Linked DNA regions of Mus musculus: all the other regions are linked to region 3. Evidence: chromatin contacts called from public HiChIP or PLAC-seq and capture Hi-C data. All regions are on one chromosome and are shown on one strand. The core of a region is the stretch at or near the end of the contact, and the rest is flanking DNA. Distances in the headings are between cores, read along the strand shown. Region 1 overlaps Fam20a (family with sequence similarity 20, member A). Region 2 overlaps Wipi1 (WD repeat domain, phosphoinositide interacting 1). Region 3 overlaps Rgs9 (regulator of G-protein signaling 9).

Region 1 (2,700 bases), core at 61-2,560, 440 kb before region 3:
CTGAGAGCCTGGCCTCTATTCTCCAGATCGGGGAGACGAAGTAGGGAGGGGAGGTGTCTAAGCTATTGGGTTTATGACGGTTCCTAGGACAATGGTAAGACATGAACACCGTGCTACTGTTTGATCTAGTGAGTGGAGGAAACAGGATGAGAGTTCTATACAAAGCTGCCCAGAGTCAGGCACATAGCTAGCCATACCAGGAGTTGGCACCAGAATCATGTCTGTAACAGCCACCTCCCGAGCCTCACCCCTGTCCAGTGTCCTCTGATGTCCAGAGACCATTGCCTGGACTCTTCAGGAATGTCTTCTCTGACAACACCCCGACTGGTTCTTCTGTTCCTTCTGCCCACATATGCCACAAGGTTTCGCATGCTCATCCGCTATGCCCACCCATCACTTCATGGAGCTTGGAGTGAGGCATGCAGATAAATGGCCACTGGCTCTTTGGCATTGAAAGCTTACACCCAATCACCAACCCTCCAGACATCTGTTTCAAGGCTTGCCATGGGGTTGATCCCACGTAAATATCTGTGGAATGCGTAATTGTGAACAGATGACACCAGGATTTAAGGCTATCGGTAGCTGATTACGTCCTACCGAAAAAGCCTTTGGATAAAATAGATCCCAACTGTGAAGTCACCCCCAACTATGACTTGCTGACTCCTATAAAAGCCTAAAGCAAAACCACCCCCGAAGAGCCAGTGCAAGGTTTGGATCTGGGTTTGTTTCCTACGGTAGGAGCCTGAACGAAATCAAGTCCAGACCCGAGACGGAGGCAAGAAGGAAAGTTGAGAAGGTGTCATTTGCTAAGCTGAAGGACTTTCTTTAGCATCTTATGCTTTCTTAGGAAGAGCAGCCAAGAAGCCTTGCATGAAATAAAAAATGGGAAACTCAGGGGCTTTGAGGTTGCCAAAGCCGCCCCTGCCCCGCCCCTGGGCAGGTGCCCACCTATATTTTTCTTATGATTATTCATTAAGCTGGAAGCTGATGAGAAGCTTCGAATTGTGCTGAAGTATTGCCTGTGTATGGCTGAAAGCCCAGTGGGGTTACCATTCTAAACAGCTGTGGCTTTGGTGGAACAGAAGATACTGGGCACAAATTACTACCTGTAATTATGGGCAGGCACTCATGTATGCGCCTAATGAAAACCACAGTATGGAAAAAACACTTAGCTCTGTTTGGGCCGTCACTTGGCACAACGTCCCATGGCTGAAAGTGGGAAATCGGGCCAGAACTGAGTTTGAGGGCTTCAGGGAGAAGCCAGTGCCCAAGACTTTCCACCCGTACGTAGAGCCTGGCTTTAGGGGCCAAGCCCTGGGGGCAGCCAGGAGAATTTGGCTGGAGCAACAAGAGACCAAATGGAGTCCCAGCAAGGGCCTCTTTTATTGGATTCACTAGTAATAAGCCAGATAATAAATTTGTGGAGCCACAGGAAACAGAGCAGTGAGGAACTGCGGTTCCCAAGAAGTCCTGTGCCTGTGATAAACCCAGCAAAATACAGAAATGCTGGCAAAGGGGCCGGGGAGACGCCTGGGTGGGGAGAGCTCAGTCAGCTCAGTGGTACACGCCTGTAATTTTAACACTGGGGAGGCAGAGACAAGGGGGACTCCCTGGGACTTGCTGGCTGGCCAGTTGGGACAAATGGATGCGCTCCAAGTTCAGTCCGAGAACCCGTCTTAAGAAGAAAAAAGGGAGGGGAAACCAACTGAGAAAGACACCTGATGTTGACTTCCGGCCTCTGTATCCATATGCATGTTTGCACATGTGTGCACATGTGCGCATGTGTGTGTGTGTGTGTGTGTGTGTGTGTGTGTATCTGTCTGTCTGTCTCTGTCTCTCTCAAGCACACACACACACACACACACACACACACACACACACACACACACACGACGGCATAGATAGAAGCATATGCCTGAGAAACGGGATCATAAAAAGCATGGTGGCCTGGATTTATTTTACCACACTGGGGGTCAAATCCAAGCTAGACCCCCCCCTTGCCTTGTTCGAACTCCAGCACTAAGCCCAAGGCATCCACCCAGGAAAAGCAAAGCTGTTGATCTGCTAGGCTAAGCACAGCTCTCAGACACTAATAAAAGCCTGTTTCAATCTCCAGCATTTGGGTCATCAGTAAACATTTTTGATGATGCTGACCAACAATAAAATCTACACAAAGGGACAGGTCATCTCTCCTGGCTTACCTAGTCACATGTCCTGGGGGGGGGTGTCTCCGTTTCAGAGCAGTTGAGATGGGCATATTTGTAGCTTTCCGGCCTTTTTCTCTTTAAGAGTAGAAAAGTCCCAGATCCTGTAGGAAGGCTGCAGATCTGTTCTCACAGCTCAGCTCCTGGCCTTTCTTACCCTGAGAAGAATTATGCACCACCAATGATGTTTATTTCTGCATCCTGGGCTCCCCTGAGCATTCAGGAAAGAGTCAGACTGAGTGACCCCAATTCTGTAATCAAATCTAGCCTCTTATATTAACCAAAGTTTCCTTGCGGGGGATGTTTAACTGGGGTCACTGTATCCCACTGAGTTCAGGTAGGATCCACACTTCCCCTTAAATTATGCAAATTTGCATTCTGAGCATATGTTCACCCTCTTAGGAAATAGTTCATTAGACTTGCAAAGTACTCCTTGCATTCCTCAGGATACACTGGTTTCAGGAGTCGGAGAAAAACAATTCAAGGTAGCGGGACT
Region 2 (2,758 bases), core at 131-2,630, 320 kb before region 3:
TGATCAGGCCGAGGATGACGGCAGCGCTGATCTATATGTACCAGCATAAATATTTAGGAGGCAGTTTGACCACACATCCCTAGGCAAGACCACAGGAGAACGTTCCTTCTAGAGCCTGTGACCTCCAAAGCTCTGGATTTTTGATCAGCTTTTCAGTCTCAGGCATAAATCCTCTCTTGTAGCGTAGGTCTCAGATTCTATTCAAAAGCTGCCGGCTGTCTCCATAACCTTTGCACCGCCATTGCCACAGTAGGTCATTCTTGTCTCTTAGGTTGGTATTGTAACATGCAGGGTTGCCCACTGGGCTATACGACTGATGGCCTTTCTCCTCTGGTGGCCTGCATGGAGGAAGTTTCCAGGACAGTTCAAGCCTGATTTCCTTGTATCCCGGTACGTTAAACATCAGTACTATTATCTTACCATGTAGTTACGTCAAGCAACCAAACGCCTGTGTTTGGGGGGTACTTCAGGGTTCTCGCTGACCAATGACTTATAGAGAGCTGTCTTATGTCTGAGATAGAGATGTTCATTTAATAACCCATATCTTCTTGGGAAAGCATCTTCCACCTAGAGGGTGGCTACATTCAAACTCCCCCTTTTAAAAAAGGAAATGTTCTAAATTAGTTTACCAAGCTGTGGGTTTCCATCCATCCTTAGTTTTGGTTCAACTACCCCCGCCACTCCCATCCTCTGTATTTTCAGCTTTTGGTGCTAATGGATATTGTTAAGTGCACCCATTCATATGTAAGAGTTTTGTGTTGGCATTGCTGTCATTTCTCTCTGGTGTGCACGTGAGAGTAGAATTTCCAGGTCATGTGATAACTGTGATTAACTTCTGAGACCTCCCAGGTTGCTCTCTAACACACTGCCCCAGTTCACACCCCTGTACACAGCATCCAGTGTTTCCATCTCCTCACCTGCATTTATTAGCTTCCTCAAAAAAATTTTTTTACGTGAATGGGTGTTTTGCCTGCATGGGAATCTGTGCACCATGTGTGCCTGATGCCAGTGGGGGCCAGAAGAAGGCACCAGATTCCCCCAGAACAGAAGTTAGAGACAGCTCTGAGCTGCCACGTGGGTGCTGGGAATCAAACCTGGGTCCTCGAGAAGAGCAGCCAGTGCTCTTAACTACTGAGCCATCTCTCCATCTCTAGCTGCCCTTTGAAATTGGAGTTATTCCTAGTAATTATGAAGTGATTACTCATCTCAGGGTGTGTGTGTGTGTGTGTGTGTGTGTGTGTGTGTGTGTGTGTGTGTGTGTGTGTAAAGCTAGGTGTTCGTTTGTTTGACATGGATCTTAGGCTCTGAATCTAGGCCCTCTAGCTTATAAAGGAAGCATTCTACCCCGCCCCATTCACTATGCTTTTTTTCTTCTTTCCCCACGTGGTTGTTAGCACTTCCCTGCAAGATCACAAGCATTCGGTTCGGTCAACACAAGTTCCTCTGTACTCTGCATCTCAATCTGTCCCCTGCCACTGTCCCACCTGACACCCACCCAAACCCACGCAATCTCATTCTCTCTTCCATGTCTCGGGGCCAGAGTACCTCTGTCCACCCCCACACCCCCAGCTGCCCTTGAAATTACATCTGGAGCCCTCACAGAGTCGGGAGCCAAGGCTCAGAGAGCAGCGGGGAAGGTGGCCTCTCATGGTGCCAAAGGCCCCCGAGTGACTTTGACCAGGTAGGGGCTCGCAGCTGTGCTGGCACCTGCAGTTAAGGGCAGCCAGCCAGCCTCCTCGTGGAGTTCTGTGCAGCAAGAGATAAGCGCAGACAGAGGCCTGGCTGTATACTCAGAGGCCAGAGCAGGAAGCAGGACCTAGTTTCAAGTCATAACTGGTTTTGTACCCCCCCCCCGCCGTCTCCTCCCCTTCAGGATAAGTAAGGAGCCTTTTAGCCTGGGTCTAGCATTTTACAAATGCTTTTTATAAGAACCCACTGAATACACCAGTTTACAACAAAGCTAGCCAGCATTATTGTTTTTATTATTATCTAAGAAGATATCTCTCATATGATCTTCTTGAAGATCGTTTTCCGGTTAAGCTTTGGCTCTGGAGTTCCTACCGTGTATGACCACTAACCTCAGTCACTGGGGTGAGAAATCTCCCCTCAGTGCTGCAGGGACACTGTCCCCACCCCACCCCATTATCCTTATAATAAAAATGGCTCCTGTCACCTCCAGAGTTTCCTTGGCTTCCTTTACTTCCAAAAGATATCGAGGCATCTTACATCCAACATGTTCCGATGCAAGTTTTCTCTCAAAGGCCAGGCTTGCCGCCTCAACCAAAGTGCAGACCTCCAGTGACTTCCACTCCGAGGAGGCTCCGCCCTCCCTTATCAGCGTGGATGATGAGATAGAAAACGTTTGCCTTTCCGGTAGTTGAACGTGAAGTTCCTAGCTAACTGTATTTAATCGTACTCAGGAAAAGCTAAAGCACGCTGACCTTTCCCACTGGGAAGTCCTGTTCGGTTAGGAGTGAACTCTCACAGGGCTCCAGAGGGTAATGGGATTGGAAGAGAGCGAACCTCTGATTGAGAGCCTTGGGCTGAAAACTGTGAAAGAGAATATTCTTTGTATCCCGAGGTCTGAGTGCTCAGCAGTGGAGGGGTCACTGCCAGTGTTAAGTCGAGAGGTCTCCTGAAGGTTTTCTCGATTCAAATCCTTTGTTCAGAACGGGATTTCTTAAACTCCTCCCCCCCAACAGCCCCTTCTCAGTTCAAGAATTTTTTTTAAATGGCTCTGAGCATATATGCAGACAAA
Region 3 (2,749 bases), core at 128-2,627:
CTTGGTGTGGCAGAAAGGCTCGGGGTCATAGTCCTTGTCCCTCCTGATCTTTTTAGTTGGGAAATGGAGGCTCGGAGAGGCTAACACTACTTGGTCAGGGTCACTTGGTTGGGCTAGAATGACTCAATTCTATTCAGCATAACACTTTTGTGTTTCTAGTGGGTTCCAGCCCTAAGCTGAGCCCAGGAGCAAGGAGATGGAATTGTCTCTTTCCCCAGCCCCTCCATGCCCTCTGCTACTTCTGTGCTCTGAGTGGGACAATCTCAGCCACCCACACCCTGACAAAACCCTTCCAGGAGCTGCCGCTCAGAGCTGTCTCAGTGGCTCCCACTTTCCTCCTCCAGAAGTCCTAGATAAGTCTGAGTACCCAGACTCTTCAGAGATTCCTCTCCTCACTTGAGGCTCTGTGGGACAGGGAATTCCTAAAAGACTCCTTTCTTCTGAGACACCAGTGTCCCCTTAACTCCATGACTTAACTCATGGATTTTAGATGTGGAATCCTACCACAAAACTAGATGGGCCATGTGGGCTTGCCTGTAGAGAGAGTTTTTGTCATGCTGAGCCCCTCCCGCTGTGTGTGTGTGTGTGTGTGTGTGTGTGTTCTTCCTCTTCCTTTTTTTCCTCCTCTTGTGGCTATGTGACTTGCTCATTCTTTTGTGGCCCAGCCTCGTAAATTACACACGCTATGCCCGACACTCTAGTGGTGGAAGTCAGCATAAAACTCCACCTGGTTCTAAGCGGGAGGGGAAACAGACCCCTCCATCCACAGGAAGGGCCTGGAGACACATTTCTGAATCACTACAGAGACCGTTTTTGATTTTGCTTCTGTTTTCATAATGTTTTCTCACAGTACGAACACCACAGGCAAGTCTGTATTTACTTGAGTACTCTTGCAACGCTTAGACTAAAAACCACTCAAAGGCTGGAGCTATGTTTTGACTCCCAGTAATTGGAACATAGTAGGAGATCAATAAATCCATGAATGAGCAGAAGATTAAACAAATGGAATTGTGAAAAAAAAAGTCACATGAGCAACTCGATGAATTCCTTATTTACTGGCTCTTTGGGATCTGTCACAGCTCTCCTGACCTCCGCACAGTGCTGCTGCTGAGCAAGTCCAGACAGGCCAGCTGGTCTCATTAAAGATGGGCTCCATTTACAAGGCTGGCTAGTATTATAGAAACCACGCAAACCTCAGGGTGCTTGTGGTCCATCCTCCCGAGGACTCCGGCTGGTTACGCTGGTAGAAAATCCATTAGGTTGTTAAGGGGAATAGGGGCAACAATGTTTCTATTTAATTTCCAGAGGAGGTTGGTAGAACACCCTCCTGGAATGGCTGCGCTGCTCACCCATCTGGCTCTCTGGATGCTATTATGCTCTTCACAGAACATTAACGAGGAAGTAAATCCACCACCTCTGTGTGAGGAGGGTGTTTGCGTCATCTCGTGTTGCCCGTTGCCTGGGAAAACAGACGTTAATAAATGTGAGCACAGCTAGCCTTGGAAGTGGGACTGGTGCTCTTGGCGTGATAATGAGTACTTCTTCCCTTCCGGAGGGGGAGGCCCGGCATCACTTCCTCCTGCGGTGGCAAAGGGGAGATGATTAGACAAAACAGGATAACCTTTTACAGTCCCCAGCAGGACTGAGAAAAGGCTATGACTTGTCACCGCCTCACTGGAGGGACAGGGAAGGACAAACAGGAGAAAAATAGGACTTCCTGAGACACTCGTTGCTCCAGCATAGCTCTGGTGTGGATTGTTACCCATCTGCCTGTTGGGATGTTGATTATCTTGTTTGCTGAAGCAGGGAAACCAGTATGAAGTCAGGGAGGCCACTGGGTCACATGATCATCTCTGCTCGCTTCGTAGTGACTTTGGTGACAGATCTGATTCTGGAGCTGGTCATGGTGACAGCACCTAAGTCATGCAGCCCAGTACCATGAAGAAGTGGAACACATTCTCAATTCCCAGAGAGGATGCAGCAGCCCACCCCCCCCGCCCCCACATACAGGGCCTTCCACTCCTCCTCTTCCTTCATCTTTTGTACTTAACAGTGAGTGACAGACTGTTAAGGAGCCCACCAAGACAAAGGGACCTCACCAAGTTGCTAGGATCGAATGAGTCCATGCATGTTGGAACGGTACCCGGAGCAAAAGAGTGATGTGCTATTGGCAGTGCTTGCTGTGTTTTTTATGTACATTCTTTGAGCAGGTGGGGAAAGCGGTCCAGGTCATCAGGAATGGGGGTCATCTTAGACCTTAAGATGTGAAGCACTGCTCGCCCTGAGCCTAGCTTTTGTGTTGTTTTAGGACTGGAAAGGAAAGGAACAAAGCCGACAGGTACGCGCTGGACTGCCAGGAGAAGGCGTATTGGCTGGTGCACCGAAGTCCGGTAAGTAAGGCTTCCCTTTCTCCCCTGACTCCTCCCCATTCTGTGCTCACCGCAGCACAGCTGCCTCTGGCTTCCCACCTTCTTGTCGCCAACAAGAGTTGAACTGGATTATCTGGTGTGGGCTGCCTTGTGCTGTGTCTTCTTGGTGGGGTCCTTACAGCTTGTCTGTCAGTGTTAAGTACCAAGCAACGGGAATCGACTCATCTTTTGTGAGGGTTTGGAATTTTTGTTGTTGAGGTTTAAGGAAATAAGAAGATCTGGGAACACAGGTCCCGAATGAGAAAAAAAACAAGACACTGAGAGCAGAGATGATGTCCTGTGCATCTCCAGACAGACAGACAGACACAGATGTCCTGTGC

What was found. HiChIP or PLAC-seq counts read pairs in DNA pulled down with a chosen protein or histone mark. Capture Hi-C pulls out chosen DNA fragments and counts their contacts.
Region 1: a contact with region 3 is called in a capture Hi-C map of embryonic tail, with 15 times the contacts expected there. The contact joins two enhancer-like sites. A contact is called at or near these places in 3 of 39 promoter capture datasets (cranial neural crest, hematopoietic stem and progenitor cells and stem cell-derived epiblast-like cells), 1 of 115 datasets of contacts at active chromatin or transcription factors (embryonic stem cells) and 2 of 9 other capture datasets (embryonic tail and embryonic trunk).
Region 2: an H3K4me3 HiChIP or PLAC-seq map of bone marrow-derived macrophages shows a contact between it and region 3, with 6 times the contacts expected there. The contact joins two enhancer-like sites. A contact is called at or near these places in 15 of 484 Hi-C or Micro-C datasets (the CH12 cell line, Th2 cells, bone marrow-derived macrophages and 8 more), 3 of 115 datasets of contacts at active chromatin or transcription factors (the 230-238 cell line, bone marrow-derived macrophages and regulatory T cells) and 4 of 9 other capture datasets (adipose tissue, embryonic tail, embryonic trunk and 1 more).

The regions. Positions count from the first base shown.
Region 1 is chr11:109,713,416-109,716,115 of GRCm38.p6, reverse strand. All of the region lies in intron 1 of Fam20a (family with sequence similarity 20, member A), which reads left to right. Among named protein-coding and RNA genes, the nearest start is that of Fam20a, 7.5 kb to the left of the region's middle. Within about 2 kb of position 1,310, at least 22 of the 459 cell types and tissues checked have an H3K27ac peak or open chromatin away from gene starts, as enhancers often do. A contact at or near this core is called in embryonic tail, where this site is marked.
Region 2 is chr11:109,586,808-109,589,565 of GRCm38.p6, reverse strand. All of the region lies in intron 4 of Wipi1 (WD repeat domain, phosphoinositide interacting 1), which reads left to right. All of the region lies in intron 2 of Gm39442 (a long non-coding RNA gene), which reads right to left. Among named protein-coding and RNA genes, the nearest start is that of Gm39442, 9.8 kb to the right of the region's middle. Within about 2 kb of position 1,380, at least 46 of the 459 cell types and tissues checked have an H3K27ac peak or open chromatin away from gene starts, as enhancers often do. A contact at or near this core is called in bone marrow-derived macrophages and hematopoietic stem and progenitor cells, where this site is marked.
Region 3 is chr11:109,268,564-109,271,312 of GRCm38.p6, reverse strand. It overlaps Rgs9 (regulator of G-protein signaling 9), which reads left to right. Exons shown (of 19, transcript NM_011268.2): 8 at 2,309-2,390. Among named protein-coding and RNA genes, the nearest start is that of Rgs9, 28 kb to the left of the region's middle. Within about 2 kb of position 1,377, at least 84 of the 459 cell types and tissues checked have an H3K27ac peak or open chromatin away from gene starts, as enhancers often do. A contact at or near this core is called in bone marrow-derived macrophages, embryonic tail and hematopoietic stem and progenitor cells, where this site is marked.